Linked DNA regions of Sus scrofa: region 2 is linked to region 1. A link is a contact called in public Hi-C data. All regions are on one chromosome and are shown on one strand. The core of a region is the stretch at or near the end of the contact, and the rest is flanking DNA. Distances in the headings are between cores, read along the strand shown. Region 1 overlaps FARP1 (FERM, RhoGEF and pleckstrin domain-containing protein 1). Region 2 overlaps FARP1 (FERM, RhoGEF and pleckstrin domain-containing protein 1).

Region 1 (4,868 bases), core at 1,932-4,431:
TCTGACTCAGTTGCTTTGGCAAGAAACCTCTTGGTGGGGGTTTGAGGCAGATGGGAGAGCGGACCCCAAGGTCCATGCTCTCAGACCCGCACCCTCTGTTCCACCCTGCCTCTCACCCTTCCCTTCAGTGGGCGCCTCGCAGGGACTTGGAGGGCGAAGAACACGCCTACTTGTTGGAACCCCTCTGAACATCACTTAGCATCTAAATCCCCAGTTACGTCGCTGCTTTCCTTCCTCCAAGTGTCAGTGGAGTGTTTTGTCTGCTCTTGTCTCTGCTGCTGTATTTTTTTGTCCTTTTAAAAAGATTTAGGAATTCCTGTTGTGGCTCAGTCGGTTAAGTACCCAACTAGGATCCATGAGGATGTGGGTCCGATTCTGGCCTTGCTCAGTGGGTGAAGGATCTGGCATTGCCTCGAGCTGTGGTGTGGGTTGCAGGTGTGGCTGGGATCCCAGAGTTGCTGTGGCTGTGGTGTGGGCCGGCAGCTGCAGCTCTGATTTGACCTCTAGCCTGGGAACTTCAATATGCTGTGGGTACAGCCCTAAGAAGACCAAAAAAAAGAAGATTCAGTGACTGTCCTTCGGGTAGGATTTTTGGTGGGAGGGTGATGAAGGCATATGGTTTGCCTGTCATGTTCAACTCAAAGTTTATTTTGTTTCTCCAAGGTGTAATATACAATGATTAAAATTTTTTTTTACCATGGAAGTGATAACATCAGGACCTAAATTGTTCCCCCAGTTGCAGATGTTTCATTTTCTCGAGTTGCAGCTTCGGCTCGATATTTGTGGATCACTCTTAAGAGAATGTCTGTGATTTGTGATCAGCCAGGTTTGCTGTTGGAATATTCTAGGGCTTCTGCAGGTAGTGGCATGGTTCTCCCTATCTTTCTGTCTCATTCTTCTCACTGTCACACAGAAAATCAGATACAGTCTGTCGAAAAGATTTGTTTTTGGTTGTATTAAAAAAAAAAAAAAATCTCTTGACCACAGGTGTCTTTGCTTTCTCTGTGTTTGCCAGGGTTACATTAGGTTAGCAATTCTCTCCGGGATGAAACAGATGTCACCTGCCTGGGACATGCAAGAATATGAGAATCCTAGTTCTCTCTCTCTTTTTTTTTTTTTGTCTTTTTGCCTTTTCTAGAGCCGCTCCTGCAGCATATGGAGGTTCCCAGGCTAGGGGTCCAATCGGAGCTGTAGCCTCCGGCCTACACCAGAGTCACAACAACGCAGGATCCAAGCCGCCTCTGCAACCTACACCACAGTTCACAGCAACGCCAGATCCTTAACCCACTGAGCGAGGGCAGGGATCGAACCCGCAACCTCATGGTTCCTAGTCGGATTCATTAACCACTGCGCCTCCACGGGAACTCTGAGAATCCTAGTTCTGATGAGCCAGGAGTGAGACCTTTCTGAGTAAGAATCCAGCTCCGGATTTAATTTGGGCTGCAGACGGAGTCCTTAGTGGCCCCGGACAGAGTCCTTGGTGGCCCCGGGGAGGAAGTGATGGGAAGGACGAAGAACCTGGCAGAATCCACAGGGCTCTGAAAATAGGGTGTCATGGGGTGGGCGTGGGGGATGGGACTGGTCTCAGCCTCCTTCCGAGCAGTTACGTGACCCCCTCGGCATTTCCCCATGACCTCACCTCCCCAGGGGTAGAAGCCAAAAGAACCTTCCTCCCCCGCCCCCCGAGCCCCACCCCCAGCCTGGCGCCCTTAATGTGCTCACCCAGCTCCTTCAAGTTCAGCATAAAGGAATGGAGAAAAATGACCTGTGCATCTCCTAGTTTATTTTAGACCTTGGGCAAGCGGGATTGTTCCCATGCCTATTTTTTTTGGGAACACCGAGAAGCTGGAGAGAGGAGGAAGTGAGCTTTTGGACACAGTGCTGACTTGTGCATGTCTTTGTACAGTATTTTGCCAGGCCCTTGACATTCGTTGAAAGCAAAAAAAAAAGAAAATCTTTCTCCTTGAACATTTGTGCAAAATCAGAGAGCGCGGAGGGTTTAGAGCCCAGTGAGGGGATGGGCTAATGTAGCACATTTCTGCAAGCTGGGGGAGAGACAACACACCCCCTTCTATTGTGTGGTGCTGGCAACAGCCCATTGGTGGAGGCCGGTGGACAAATGGTGCCAGGAAGATGCATGCAGGATGCTGCAGAATCACACGTTGAAAAGTGTGCAGCAGAGAAGCTGGGACATACGTGTTTTGGTTGCTTCATCGATAAAAGCAGTGAAGGATGGCTGTCAGGCTCAGGTTTTTAGCTCCAGGGACCTCGGGACACCCATCCCCAAAAGTAAACCGACTGCGCTCAGTTGGTTTGGTTTACAGTCCTATTCAGATTCAGCACCATTTCATTGCGTTTTTGTCTTCCACGTAGCTGTAAGCCAGGAAATCTCCTGTGAGATTAGGTCATTTGTTCCTGAGAGTTCTGTCCTTGCAAAGCAGGAGAGGAATTTTTATGGGCCGTTGGCATAAATAAAAAAGCCAATGGCAAACTGTTCCGTGGTTGGGCTTACATTGCAGGTGGGACTTGGGAAAATGCCTTAGAAGGAATTTTGTATATTTTGGGATATCCAGCCACCTGGGTGAAATTTCCTCTGTTTTCGATTTTCATTCATTCTAGGATTTCACCTCTCAGCCTGGAGTCTTGGGACTCCTAAGGGGTTTGCAACCCGGGAACCCAGGCCTGTGAGCTAGTTGCAGGATTTCAGGAAGCCTGTAACCTGAATCCCACGGTGATGGGGGCTGGGAGGGGGGGCGGGGGGCGGGGGCACTTCAGTGCATCCCTGCAAATTAAGGCAGGCATCAACTATTTTATTTATGCCAACAAATTTGGCCAGAACTTTCTCACCTGGGTGTGATCAGAAGGCTCCATTGACCATTCATTCCGTGTGCCTTTAAGTGAATGAAAAAGAAATAGGGTTAGTTGTTTAGCTGCAATCCTGGCAGATCTGTTCTTTTCACTAAGGGATTAGGATGTGGTGTGATGCAAGAGTCGTGAAAGAGACCCCCTCCCCCCTCGCATCCAGAGAGACTAAAGGGTCATTGACCCCAGTCGCTGCCCAGCTCTGGTCACTCCCCCCCCCCCCCCCGCCCCCGTGTGCTGTGACAGAGTTGGTGCCAACACTATTTGCAGTTATTGAATCGGAAGCCAGGGAGCTGCCAGAGCTGTGATCTCAGAGTGTGGTGATGGGAAGGGCTTAGCCGCCAGTGGCTGTGTGCATTCCACTGAAGACCGGGCTTGCTTCTCTCCAGTTCCAGAAGGTTTATTTCACATATTAAAAATACACAAAATAAAGACAGGAAGGAAATGGACCAAAATGTTATCAACTTTTGTTTACCATTCGTACACTGGTCAACCAAGTGACCAAATTTAGCAGCGTTTTGTAGTGATTGCCTTTCTGCTGCAGTTTTGCAGATTATCAGTCACAAGACTTATTCTGTTAAAGTGAGATGAAGATATATATTTAAATATTTACATATAAATGTATGGATGTTTTTAGTGTTTATCTGGAATGTTCTCAAAGGCGCATGACTCTTGCATGCCTCAGGAATTCTAAAATATACGTGGAGTGTTTTGACAGAAACTCCAGTGAGCTGCAAGGAAAACCCTGGAGCAGCAGCTTAGAATTTCTGCTTATTGCTCCCCTAAAGTTTCATATGTCTTCTTTTGTGCAGGTTCCAGATGTTTTTGAAAGTCTTGAAAGTGCATAAAATAACCCTTTGACAAAGTGACAGAAACTGAGGGATTTGGGGGGGTTAGGTGGGGTGGGTGGGGGGGTTAGTTGCGGGTGGCTAGTGAGTCATCTTACAGAAGCATTGTGTTGTTAGCTTTGGCCAAGACAGTTCCTAGAGAAAGCTCTGCAGAAGGACTTATGGGGACTTTTATGGGGCACTTGAACTCTCTGCCTTGTCTCCTTCCTGTCCAGTTGCCACTTTCCCGCCCTGAGTAATAATAAGCAGTACTTTTAGAGTGCATACTATATGTCAGGCATGCTTCTAAGCATGTTCAAAGTTAATTTGTTTTCCTAAAACAGTATTGTGGAGGAGTTCCCTTGTGGTGTAGTGGGTTAAGCAGCTAGTGTTGTCACTGTAGTGGCTTGGGTTGCTGCCGTGGCGGTAGTGTGGGTTTGATTCCTGGCCCAGGGAACTTCCACATCCTATGGGAGTGGCCAAAACCAAACAAGCTAACAAGCAAACCAGTACTGAGGAGATACTATTACATACAAAGAAACTGAGGCACAGAGAAGTCAAGCAACATGCCCAGCGTCACACAGCTGATGATCGGTAGAACCATGATTTGAACCCAGGGTGTCTACTCATCTGTGCCCTCAACCACTGCTGCCCTGACTGGAACCTGGGCCATTGGGGCTGAGTGGGTGTGGCTCAAGGTTAAAGTCAGGTTGAGGGTGTTTCTGAAGATCTCACGGTAGCAAGTGTTTTAAGAGCAGACCCCTTGGCAGCTTGAAGTCATTACTTTTTGCTAATGCACCAGCCCTTACTGAGGGACCTGTTCTGTTGGCCATTCAAAAACAGGAAGTTTACGCCTTGGTTTCCAAGGCTTCATCTGGGAGCTTCCTTGGAATGCAGACTCTCAGGCCCTGACCCAGACCTGCTAAAGCAGAATCTGCATTTAGCAAAGTCTCCAGGTGTTAGGTATGCACATTAGTTTGAGAAGCTGTTCTCCAGAGTTTTAAACCACCCAGGAAAGATGCCTTTGTTACTCTCTTCTACTGAACAGAATGAAAAATCAAGGCCAACTTAAAAAAAAAAAAAAACCAAATGGACAAGAGTTTCCCCCTTCCAGGAATTCACAGCCAAAGTTGAGATCTGAGCTATGTCCCTATGAAAATTTACATAATACCTGAGATC
Region 2 (4,940 bases), core at 1,062-3,561, 76 kb after region 1:
GTGACGAAGATCAGTCACGAAGAAAGACTTGTGTTCCACCGAGTAAGATGAACCTGTGTAACTTGCATGACCCTTTTAGATAATCGATTGCCTTTTTTTCTCGCTTGGTAAAGGGTCTTCCTATTACCACCAGTTCCTCTCCTTGTAATGAAAACTGAACTTAAAACGGATTTCACTGTGGGCTTTTTTGGAGAAGGTTATTAAATGTTTACCCCCCAACCTCTTCGAACACATATTGGATTTCAGTGTAATTTTAAACAAATTCTTTAAAGTACATGAGATTTAATAGTTCTAATAGTAAAGAGTTAAAAAAGAAGCCAGTGAGTGTACTGCCTGTAGCACCTTATTTCCTTTTTTTTTTTTTTTTTTAAAGCAACAGTCTCTTGAAAAGAGTGATCGCTTTGGGGCAGTTTGATTAAATTTTCAGAGACCTTTTATTTATTAAATATATTCACATTAGTTCTAGAGAATTTTGTGTAAAGTGGGATCAAATCGGCTCCAGAATTTATGATGGAAGTACAGTAACCACATATTTCTAGCTTGATCGTTGACAGTTTGCTTTCCCCAGCAAATGTTCTTTCAAGAGAATATTCTTCACGGGATGCTGCACTGTCTTTCCATCGTCCAAGCGCCTGGTCCCTCGGGCAATTTTTCGGTCCTTTGCCGCCCAAGCACCTCACCACCAAGTGCGCGTAATTGACGAGTTTGAACAGGGCCTCCTTGTCCTTCATCTGAACGAAAGGCTCTATTTCTTCCATAAATTGGGCTTGAAATAGGAGCTTAGCCAGAGCACTGGGTGAAGAAGAGCTGCTTGCTCTCCATCAAGTCAGGACTTAAAGTCCGTTTCATTATTTCATTGGAAGAAAGTCGTCCGCCAAGGCTGGAGTCTATTGAATGTGTGGTATGAACACATTTTAGCGCGAATAAAAGTTCCTCTCCTGCCGGGTGAGTGTAGGTGGAGACGGGGTCTCTGGCAGTGAAGCCCCCTTACTTCAGCTACGTGTTGGGGGGGAGAGCTGGGCTCCCCTCACCCCAGATTTTGGTCCTCCTTATAGGGGAGTCAGGAGGCCTTTCCACTGTGGAGTGTTGGATTCTAGGGAAGATCCACTTCTGTTCCAGCCAGAAATTAGACCAAAGAGAGGAGTTTGGTTGGTTGCTAGTACGGAAGTTAAAAATCATCTCTTTCCCAAGAGGTCTCTTAATTAGATTGCTTAGTTTTAAAATGTTAATTGGAATTGCTGCCCTTCAGTTGCTGAAAGCGTTTCCATTTAAAAGGAACGCCTCATTTCCCATATTGCTGTGTTGTGAGAAATCGACAGTGATTTCTGCCTAAGATTTTTTTGAACTGAAAGAAGGGATTAGCCTTGTGGAAAGACTGATAACACCAGATGATCTACTTTAATTCACGTTTGTCTTATCAGTTTCTTTTGTTTCAAAACTACTATCTTATCTAATATATTTTTTCACCGTATTTTTTTTTTTTTCCTTTTTTGACTGTGTCTTTAGCATGCAGAAGTTCCCGGGCCAGGGATCAACCCAAGCCATGGAGTGACAACGTGGAATCCTTAACTACTAGGCCACCAGGGAGCTCCGTTAACAGTTGCTTGATAAGCACGAAGTAGGTTGTTTATATATAGAGGGCAGTTAATTTTGATGAGAACAGATTTTCAGCTCCCGTGTCTAATTTACTGTTACATCTGATACAATATATATACAGTAATTTACTTGAAACACACATATAATGTGTGTAGTAGATGCTTTCTACTTGTATGAACTCAAAGCTTTAATTTTAACCGTCCTCTCCAGTTTCCTTCCTGGAGTAAAGAAGATGATGAAGCCTGAACTAGTTGGAATAGCAGATGCTTATTATTAATTCTTGATCATTCTTTTGGGGTTGTTAGATCAGTTCTTGGAAAGAAAAACTTATTTGATAATCACAGCGTTATCGTGTGATTAGCTGGTAGGAACAATTTCAAATAACACATAACCTACAGAGATCTATCCTGTTCCTCTGGTAACTTTTGAAATGAATTCTTCATTGTTGTGGATAGATTAGGAAAATAAACTTAGTTTTCTCATTCTTGTAACTTTGAAAAAAGGAGGTTCTTTCGTTTCTGTCTAGGAAAGGCAGCTAATTTTTTGGTGGTGTTAGATAATTTTCTAAGGGGGGGTGTGTGTGTGTTTACATACTCTGTTCCCGCCTCTTCTTCCCTGGGGATAATTTTAAAAGCTCAAAGTCCTTAGTCACAGATACGGAAACAGTGCTCTCAGTGGGGCATTTAGAAAAGTTTAATTTTAACCAGGTACTGGAACTGCAGACAGACAGAGTGATATCACTTAAGAACCCAGCACTTGAGTGAATGGAGGCTTTGTCAGTGCTTTTCTAGATCCGAGCACTGAAATGGAACATTAATTGTTATTTAAGTTAGAGAATCCAGCTGTTCCTGGAACCTGTGTCTCTGGCCTGGGCACTTTGTGTGCCGAACTGAGAGCCAGGGCTCTTGTGTCCTGCACACCTGGGGGAGTAGGCAGGCCGTCTGCTCCCGGGGCCGGGGACTTGTGGCTGACATCGTTGGACCCACCTTGGTCCCCACACGATGTCTTTAACTGCTCTTTAAGACAGTCCCATGGCCAGCCCAGGTCACTACCACGGACCCCCTAAATTCTGAGTGTGGGTGGCATGGGCTGTCACCTCCCACCATCCTGTGGTACGGAGCATCCCGGCAGAGTGGGCGGCCAGACGAGGCCCCAAGATCTGCTTGGACCAGCGTGGAGTGATGGCAGGAAAGGTGGGAGATGGGCTCAGGGTTCTGTTGGAATGAAAAGCCCCAGAGAAACCTTGCCTGAGGCAGAGCAAGCGAAGGTCAATTATTTATGGCCACCCCCTGCCCCAACTTCACAAAGGATTAAAGCTGCCTAAGAGCCTAGATAGTGTAAATTGGAAGTAGGTTAAAAAAAATCAAAGCAGAGGGAGACTAAGGGGAGATGTAAAGTGGACCCCAAAACGAAGCCTGTTCACAGACTGAAGGCCACCAGGGGCGAGAGGCAAGGCAAGAGCTTTCCAGTTGTTGTTGGGAAGTTCCTTGTCCCTGGGTGCTCAAGCTGCAGATTGTACAATAAAAATGGACCAATTCTCAAAAGACCCATGGATTCTGACCCTGGGGCCCCAAGTGACTCTCTCCCAGCGCCCTTATGGAGGGAGCATGACTGCCAACCTCCTCAGCATCTTTAGTATCATAGAGGCAGGTACCTGGGACAAATTGCTCCAGATAGGCTGATGGGCACACCCAAGCCCAGCCCAGTAAATGGACATTTTAATGGGGGAAAACGTGCCAGTGACACATCTAATAGTTAGTGACACATCTGTTAGATGTAGGTTGTGTAGTATCTAGAAGGGTGACAAAGCAGTTCTGAATGTTTGGAACGTTCTGTGAGTTTTGAGCTCTTTCTACTGTATGTGGGTACAGTGAGGCGCACTGGTGGACTCTAGGAGGACAGGATGGAGAAGTGGGTAAGGAGACACCTGCCGAACAGGTGCTTACCCATGGCTTACCGAAGGTGATACTTTATTAAGGCCGTAAAAATAACAGGCTGTTCTTTTACAGGATGGAATAATGGTAGGAAAAGGAACCTCTGGTGTGTTTTTTAATCATAACCAAAATTTCAGAAAATTTTGGATGTTAATATGTTAAAATTGTGACATGCGATTTTAATGAACTACATTATATAATATATATAATTATATATAAGTCATTTTGTTTAGGTATAATTATACATTAAAATAACTACATTATATTAACAAACACATTTAATATATAATTATATATAATATACATTCTAATATATAATTTAATGTATAAGTATGTAAATAATTATATATTAAAATATATAAAACAAAATTACATGTCATATAAAATAATTATAAATCAATAAATTATATACAGTGTAATATATTAATAATTAAAATATTATGTATAAATAATTACATAAAGGGAACTACCGTAATGAACTAGAGTCAATCCTCATTATTCACAGATTCCAGTATTTCTGAATTCGCTCACTCTTCAAGTTCATTTGTAACCCCTACATGGCTGCCTGCGGTGCTTTCAAGATCATTCATGGGCACGCGCAGAGCAGGGAAGGATCTGATTTCCCAGATGCACACGTTGCCAACTGAGGTTGCATGAGGCAGTACCCTGCTGCTTGTTTCAGCTGTTAGAGGAAACGGGTTTGTTCAGCGCTGTTTTCCCATTTCTGTGCTTTCTCTTGGCCATTTTGCTGCTTAAAATGGCCCCAGGAGAGCTGAAATACTGTCTTACTCCTAAGCACAATAGGTATGGGGTCCTACGGAGGAAAATGCTTGTGTTAGGGAAGCTTCATTCAGGCATGAGTTACAGTGTTGTTGGACATGAGTTTAATGTTAGTGAGTCAACAGTGTATATTCAATACAGTGTCTTTAAAAAGAAACGCTCTTAGGAGTTCCTGTCGTGGCGCAGTGGTTAACGAATCCAACTAGGAACCATGAGGTCATGGGTTCGATCCCTGGCCCGCTCAGTGGGTTAAGGATCCTGTGTTGCGGTGAGCTGTGGTGTGGGTCGCAGACGCGGCTCAGATCCCGAGTTGCTGTGGCTCTGGCGTAGGCCGGTGGCTGCAGCTCTGATTTGACCCCCAGCGTGGGAACCAATAGGAATTTCTAAGTATCTTTTATGAAAATGGCCACAGATCATGTGATGCTTTGATTCAATGATTTCACTCTCATTTCACCTTTGGAAATACGCAAGCATCACCCTTCCTCCTCCATGTATTAGGGACTTGGTGAGGAAGTGACTTCTTCGATGGCGTGGTGTTCTGTTGGCTGGCATGGTCGGCATGTAAGCATTTGTGATCCAAGACCCTCTTGACAAGAGTCAGCCTTTGACCCCTTTATTTAGGGAAGGGGA

The links. A called contact is a pair of places that touch in the nucleus more often than the background predicts.
Region 2: a contact with region 1 is called in a Hi-C map of liver, with 2.0 times the contacts expected there. The contact joins two enhancer-like sites. A contact is called at or near these places in 3 of 47 Hi-C or Micro-C datasets (liver and skeletal muscle) and 1 of 2 datasets of contacts at active chromatin or transcription factors (skeletal muscle).

The regions. Positions count from the first base shown.
Region 1 is chr11:67,174,545-67,179,412 of Sscrofa11.1, forward strand. All of the region lies in intron 1 of FARP1 (FERM, RhoGEF and pleckstrin domain-containing protein 1), which reads left to right. Among named protein-coding and RNA genes, the nearest start is that of FARP1, 32 kb to the left of the region's middle. Within about 2 kb of position 3,182, at least 23 of the 83 cell types and tissues checked have an H3K27ac peak or open chromatin away from gene starts, as enhancers often do. A contact at or near this core is called in liver, where this site is marked.
Region 2 is chr11:67,251,215-67,256,154 of Sscrofa11.1, forward strand. All of the region lies in intron 2 of FARP1 (FERM, RhoGEF and pleckstrin domain-containing protein 1), which reads left to right. LOC110255764 (a long non-coding RNA gene) reads left to right here. Exons shown (of 2, transcript XR_002336572.1): 2 at 1-2,091. Among named protein-coding and RNA genes, the nearest start is that of FARP1, 110 kb to the left of the region's middle. Within about 2 kb of position 2,312, at least 11 of the 83 cell types and tissues checked have an H3K27ac peak or open chromatin away from gene starts, as enhancers often do. A contact at or near this core is called in liver, where this site is marked.